2 separate regions of the Danio rerio genome follow, and region 1 is linked to region 2. The links are chromatin contacts, called in public Hi-C maps. All regions are on one chromosome and are shown on one strand. Each heading gives the region's core, a stretch centred on a gene start, on an enhancer-like site or on the middle of the called end of the contact. The rest is flanking DNA. Distances are from core to core; before and after follow the strand shown.

Evidence for each region. Hi-C and Micro-C count contacts between places; a contact is called where the count stands out from the background.
Region 1: a Hi-C map of hematopoietic stem cells shows a contact between it and region 2, with 2.9 times the contacts expected there. The contact joins the promoter of erlin1 here to the promoter of echs1 in region 2. A contact is called at or near these places in 3 of 18 Hi-C or Micro-C datasets (caudal fin, hematopoietic stem cells and an unstated tissue).

What each region holds. Positions count from the first base shown.
Region 1 is chr13:27,931,855-27,935,316 of GRCz12tu, reverse strand. erlin1 (ER lipid raft associated 1) reads left to right here and starts at 1,827. Exons shown (of 12, transcript NM_001014303.1): 1 at 1,827-1,911; 2 at 2,790-2,917. The coding sequence starts at 2,811. It overlaps cfap43 (cilia and flagella associated protein 43), which reads right to left and starts at 1,335. Exons shown (of 38, transcript XM_692047.6): 1 at 1,270-1,335; 2 at 743-996; 3 at 227-323; 4 at 1-123. The coding sequence starts at 1,310.
Region 2 is chr13:27,793,036-27,796,482 of GRCz12tu, reverse strand. It overlaps echs1 (enoyl CoA hydratase, short chain, 1, mitochondrial), which reads right to left and starts at 1,296. Exons shown (of 8, transcript NM_001004529.2): 1 at 1,206-1,296; 2 at 1-39. The coding sequence starts at 1,296.

The DNA of each region.
Region 1 (3,462 bases), core at 578-3,077, 140 kb before region 2:
ATGGTTAGAGACTTTGATTTTATTGCACAAATTTGACACCAGTTCATGGGGTTAAAAACCAGTGCTGAGATGTCCTCATCCAAAAGAGAATGGCTACAAAGTGGAAGGCCACTCTCCCAGTTCCTAAAAAGTGGGTATTAGTTAGTAATATAAAACAAAAATAAATACATAAAAATAAAAAGCTATTATTTATTAAATAAAATTGCAAGTGAAACATGTATTTTACCATAACGTAATGATGTGATCAGGCATGGGTGATGCACTAACTAAATAAGGACCAGTATCACAAAGTGCCAAAGCCGTATAGCCCAGTTTAGTTGTGCCTAAAAAAAAACGGTATGAGTTTGTACCATAGACTGTATAAAAACTTTGTACCAAAACAGATTGGACAACACAGACTCCCAGATATGACCACTATGACCAGCTAAAATGTAACACACTTTGATATAGTTTCCTGTATAATGACACAATTCATACTTGTGAAAAATGTATATCATAAATGCTAAATGTCCTAAATATTTATGTATTTTTATGTTTTTAATAAACTACATTCGTTGGGTAGTGCCTTAATTTTAAATTGATTTAGTTACTTTAATCTGTAATAATTACTTTTTTTTTTACAGTGTTTCTCAAAACTTTTCCACTAACCCCCAGTACACACATCTGCTCCTCCCAAGTGTCCCTGCCCTGGACCCCAGTTTGACAACCCCTGTGCTAAAGCTGTAACTAAGCATTGACTGACCTTTTAGTTCACTTGTCAGCTCAAGCTCTGGATATTTGTAGATAAAGATGGAAGGCTTGAGTCCGAGATCAGAGAAAGCAATACACCTACGTTGCCCACTGGCTGTAAATGCTCCAATACCAGAGCCGGGACTCTGCAGCGTCTTCCTCTCTTTAGTTTCCACATTGAGGAAAACGATGAAGTTTCCGCAGGTGTAGCAAACTGTTTTCTTGTCGACAAACCTAAATGTGCCATTGGTGAATCCTTGCACCCATCTTGAAGATAATAATCAACATTAAAACAGCATTTCTGTATTTTTGTATGCCATATTGCCCTTGCAACGAATACTACAATATTTGTAACATATTTTGAGATTGGATTAAAGTTAGCACGTTGAAGACGCATTTTACCATTAGTGCTAGGTAGAGCGTTAGCATAGATAATCCTGTTTTACAGACTGGATACCTTCACAAGCTACAATTTATTTAACAGTTACGTAAATTAATCAAAGATTATCCACGCTTTTTAATCAATGGACTGTAACTCACTGAACTTCGAAGTTTCGCAGCACATCCATTTCAGCCACCATCTGTGCTTGCGTCCGTTTCCTTAGCAACCAACACCACATAACGTTAGACTTTTAACCATAGCTTTTAACACATTATTATTATTATTATTATTATTATTATTATTATTATTATTATTATTATTAAACTACTAATATATATATTATATGTTTTAAAAATTATAATGATTAACGAAATATAATATAAATTATATTGTATAACTTGACTACAGAGTTTATAGATTCAAGCTTTCGCTATTAAAATTATTACTGATTATTTTTACTGTCCGTGGATTAAAAATACCCATATAATTTATATAATAAATAGGCTATTGTAATAATCTTTTATTGTTACTAGGTAATAAAAATAACAGCCATTTCAGTAGTAGTACTACTACTACTACCAGTACTACTTCTACTATAAATAATAATAATCATCATCATCAATATTATCATTACTTTTTTGTTTGTTTGTTTCTATGTTTTTCGTTTTATCCCAGATGGCGACTTTTATTTTGAAAGGTTGTTTGGGCAGATTTTGAAAGGGAATCTGTATCGGATTCACAAAGCGTTTCAGTGGGAACCTTCCAACCTACAATGTTGGGCACAGCGTCGTGAGTAAAAAGTAATGTCTTGCAAAAGTGAAGGGACGGCGTTGTCCGTCAACTGAACGAATGGTCTGTAAATGCTTCCTGCGGCTGCTGCTAGCTCCTCGTATATGTCGTTTAACTTGACAGAAGCTCGTTTTGCCACAAGGTTTGCTTTGCATTTCATATAATTAGCCTAGTTAGCGAGCCGCGGGCGTTGGTTAGCGTGAATTGAGTCGTGTGTGCGTGGTGCTGTGGCGTCTACAATGTGTGGATTACGTGACTAGATTAATGTACCAGTCTTCTTACAGATTAATCTCACTCATGTCAGAATTTGCAGTGTAATGTACAGTAATACAGGCGAGTCATGATTTCATTTTGAGGAAGTAAGAGCTAGCCTACATAGCCTGGACAGGGAATGGGCAGGCTGTGTTTTAATAGGCTACTAAGAAAGCTTAATAGGCGTCTTAAAATAAAAAGCTGCACTTCTTCACTTGCTGCCTATGTAGAAGGCTTACTGGGTGTTAAAGCACAGCCAAACCGCCTGCTCGCTGACAGTCTGTCGTTTCCCTAAAATAGCAGTGTGTGTCTTGTGTAGCTTTCACTAATGCATGCACCCTGTTGCCATAAGAATGCAGTTATTTGCATATGTTTGTATTGTGCATTTGCATTTTCGTATAACTTCCGTGTGTGGGGGCTGTGGGTGGGTCTGTTGGACTTTGAAAACCTGTTATCTCGGTTTGCCTAGAGATTATTTATTTGTGTGTGGATGGAGGTTATGCAGCACAGGCTGATCTGATTATATGTTTGCAATCAGGGCACTAGTTTGTGTTATAAGCTGATCTTTTGTCACCTAAATTGATTGTTTATCCATATCCAGAGGATCAGCTTAACATTCCCCTTTGTCTCCGTGCAGGTGAGTGCAGACTGAGGGATAATGGCACATGTTGGGGCAGTTGTTGCTGCTATGGCCGGTCTAATGGCCATTCTGCTTCATTCTTCCATACACAAGATCGAGGAAGGACATTTAGCTGTGTATTACAGGTGAGTTTGAGGAAGTTGGATTGCAGATGCATTGATATTTTTTTTCTGCCGATGTTATTAATTTGTAAAACACTTATAAAAGGCTAAAGACAATATTGTGTGCTTTTCACTGAAATCATAGCGTACCTAAAAATGAACATTCTGTCATTTACTCAACCTCATATTGTCTCAAAACCTGTTCGGCTGACATTTTTTCCATGTGGAACATTTTTTTTATTTTATTTTATTTTTTTTAGAAATTCAAACAGCGACTTACAATTTTGATCCAACAAACATTCTCACAATAAGTGACAATAAAACCTGCAATATACAAACAATACTTACAGAAATATCCTGATAAAAGATTAATACAATAATAACAAAATAAAACTATTTTTACAAAAAAGGAAACTAAAATTGAATAGGAAAAATATTAATAAATAAATATTACAAAAAAAAACAATAATGTTCTGTTTTTATGTAAATTACTCTAATCCTCTTCAAATGAACTATTTCTTGCAAAAATTATGTATTTAAAATAAAGTTGCCAGATTTTATAGAATTAG
Region 2 (3,447 bases), core at 47-2,546:
CACCCTTTTTGTCCACCAGAATGTACTCATACTGGACACCTGCAAAAGACATGAAGGTAAGGGTCAAAGTAACTCACACTGGCTCCATATGATTTTTAATAAATGATTATAAAAAATACATGATCTCAGCATTGCTGACTCAGCTTTTAATTCTGGAGATATCCCTAATAATCTCATTAAGACAGGGGTCACCAACATGGTGCCCCTGAGGATCACATGAGTTGCCCGTGGGCCTGTTATAAAATTAGCTTACCATAGCACCACATACCAGTAAGCTGCATCTAATACTTTTTGTAGCTATTCTTTTTAAATCACACTTGCATTGATTGATATTTATCTGTTTCCAATCATTGTTGACAACTATTGTGATAAATCATTAACATGATTATTAATAACATATAATTAAAAGTAAATTGAGCAAATTTGTTATTAGGAAGTGTGTATCAAACTGGTAGCCCTTCACATTAAACGATACCCAAGAAGTAGCTCTCAGTTTATAAAATGTTGGTGACCCCTGCATTAAGAGTATACATATATCTCTATAATTTCAAATTTAAGTTTGAAATAAGTGTTTCAAATGAAACAGAAGCATACATGAAGCTACTACAATGCAAAATGCCTTTTTTATTTATGTTGATCAAAGATTATGAGCGTTCTTCAAATTTTAAGTAAACTCTCCATCTATTTGCATTGGTTGTTACAATTTATTATCGCTCCTGAGTGAAAACTGTTCAGAGTCTGACTCTGACACTAATTTTATTTCTTCATATAAAGCTAATTGTTCCTTATAACTCTCAACATTGAGGTACATTTGGTTTCATATTCGCACATTCGTTCAGTGACAGCTCCTTATATGTTGTTTACCACAGTATTTTGAATATTCTGACTAAATTAACATGCAAGTATGACTTCAAAACATTAGCACTATTTGATTGACTGTGAACAGTGGTGTACTTTGATAGTCAGTGGCTGCTTATATTATTTCACAACTTAGAATTGAATACTTTTCTGAAATTATATTATAAAAGAAGAAAGTCTAAATGTGTGAAAGTAAGACCAACTTTACCTCAATAATACTCTCAAACACATTCAGCAGTAACGTAACAAAAAACCAGAGCAGACAAATGACGCAAGTTTCCATTCACAACAAAACTCCAGATCCTGAAAACGAAGCGATAATTTTTATCTACACATGATTAAATTACCTGAACTGGATTGCCTTGTCGCTGCTAAAGCAGAGGGCAGCAGTTTGCTGTGTTTGAGAAGTAACCCTGTTGATCTGCAGAGCAGCGCCATGGTTGTGTACAGGGTCAAGGGTAGCGCTGCTGAAGTCGCGCTGGTTGGCTGTCAACAGTGACGTCGGCATAGTCAGGATGCCAGGTAGTGTAACAAAATCCCTCCTTTCTGACAACCGCTTACAGTTCTAATCAAGCTGCTAGAACGAGGCGAGTAATTATTTAATCGTATTAACTTTGTATTTTCACAACTATCCACACCCAAACCTGCAAAACAGTCACTGCCAATGACATAAATGACCTTTTATGCGTTCATTTTAGCCAATGGTGTATGCAATGGTCTATTAGTATTGTTACTTGTTATTGAATTATAGTTATTATTAAAGCACACACATACTATTTCATATTCTATTTGTTTTTATTAATTAATATTTTCAGATAAATATATATTATTTTATTTTACATTATATTGTAAAGAATTTGCACTATTATAATAATGTGGGGTTCTTTCTGTCAACTGTTATAAAACTATTTTTGGTAAAGGGGATACTATAGATACATTTATTTAAAATACAGCTCTCTTTATACATTAAAATATACATTGCAAGTTTCAGCTTTCTTACTTATAGGTAACTGAAGTTTTTTCACACTATAAAACTATAATCAGTTAATAAATATAAGCGTTATTTTATATCCGAGAAAACAGCAGCTTCCCCGTTCAGTTGTGTCTGTTTATAGCGCACTGATGACCAGATTAAAGATGGCGGCCGCGTTGACGTATCAGAGCAACACCGAAGCAGACCACGAGGCGTCTAGCTATTTATTACATATATATGATTTAGCCTATATTTTGAGACACTAAAGTTGAGACTACATTGCTCTCTGGTGGCCTTAACTGAACTATATATTTTTCAGAGATTACATACATGTTAGATACAGATTATATATGTCTGAAAAATAAGACACACATGCATAAAATAGAATATAAACATACAAAAGTTAATCAAACTAAGAATTAAAGTTGCTATTATTTACTCAAAAGATAATATAATCAAAAGATAGTGTTACAGGGACCCACATACTTAAAATTATTAGTATTATTATTATATTCTACAGTGCTTCACGAAAATTGCGCACTGCACCTTTAAGATAATTGAATAAGGCGGCGTATTGGCGTTGCTGTGGTTACCATATTCAGTGGCGTTCTAAAAAAGAATGTGTTCGAAAAACCGTCGATGACGTTGAGAAACTGGTGTGACCTGCATTAAGTTTCTGGCCATCGCTGACATTGGACGGTATGTAAAGATCTTTCTAAAATGTAATTTAGGTTATTATATTTGGTTGTTTCGATGTGCTTTTGGTGCAGGACACTAAATATTTTAGTATTTCTCTCTGTCATATCGTTTCAGAATATTTTATTAGTTTTTCCACATATTTTTTCGGTTAGACTGTAGATTGTAATGAATGTTGGTTGGAATTGGAGATTGCTGTATTGTTGAATTTTATATTTATTTTCAATATATTTATTTGATTTTGAAAAAATATATGTAAATAAATTTTAAAAATGTAGTTTATGCTGTCTGCCTGTTCAACATTTGCAGATTTTCATTGTCATTTGTTCTATTGACAGTGTTACTAATTATTGTAATGCATTAATCTATTCTAAGTTTATATATTGTCCTCTTGTAGAGTATTTACTTAAAGCTGCGAAATATTATTTGTTAGTATCAGAACAGAATCAGACTGGAGACAATGATAGATAAAACTTCAAAAGAGTGGTATTAAGATAAATGAAGGACTTGATATCTTTCTATTGTATTTTACAGATTGGAATGGACCACATGGAGAAAAAGGGAATCACACATCTCAGCAACAACTGGAAATTGATAGTCAGGAATTTCTTTTAAAAAACAAGATGGACAGATGCATTGATGGACGCCCTTCCAAGATGAAAGAGGTGGTGTTTGGTATAAATAAGTGGTTCTCAAACTTTTTCAACTCAGAAAGAATTTGTCTCTCCAAGTACCACCTAATGACTAGCATTGAAATATAGTAGCGAAGTAGGCCTTATTAATCAGCACAGTTCAAAAACAAAGCAGATTTATCCATCAAAATAATGTCAGCCTCTTTAAACATTATAAATAGTCTGAACATTAACACTGTACTGTGCTTACATTTAAATCAAACTGCGTTTAAAAGTTTTTAAATCGGT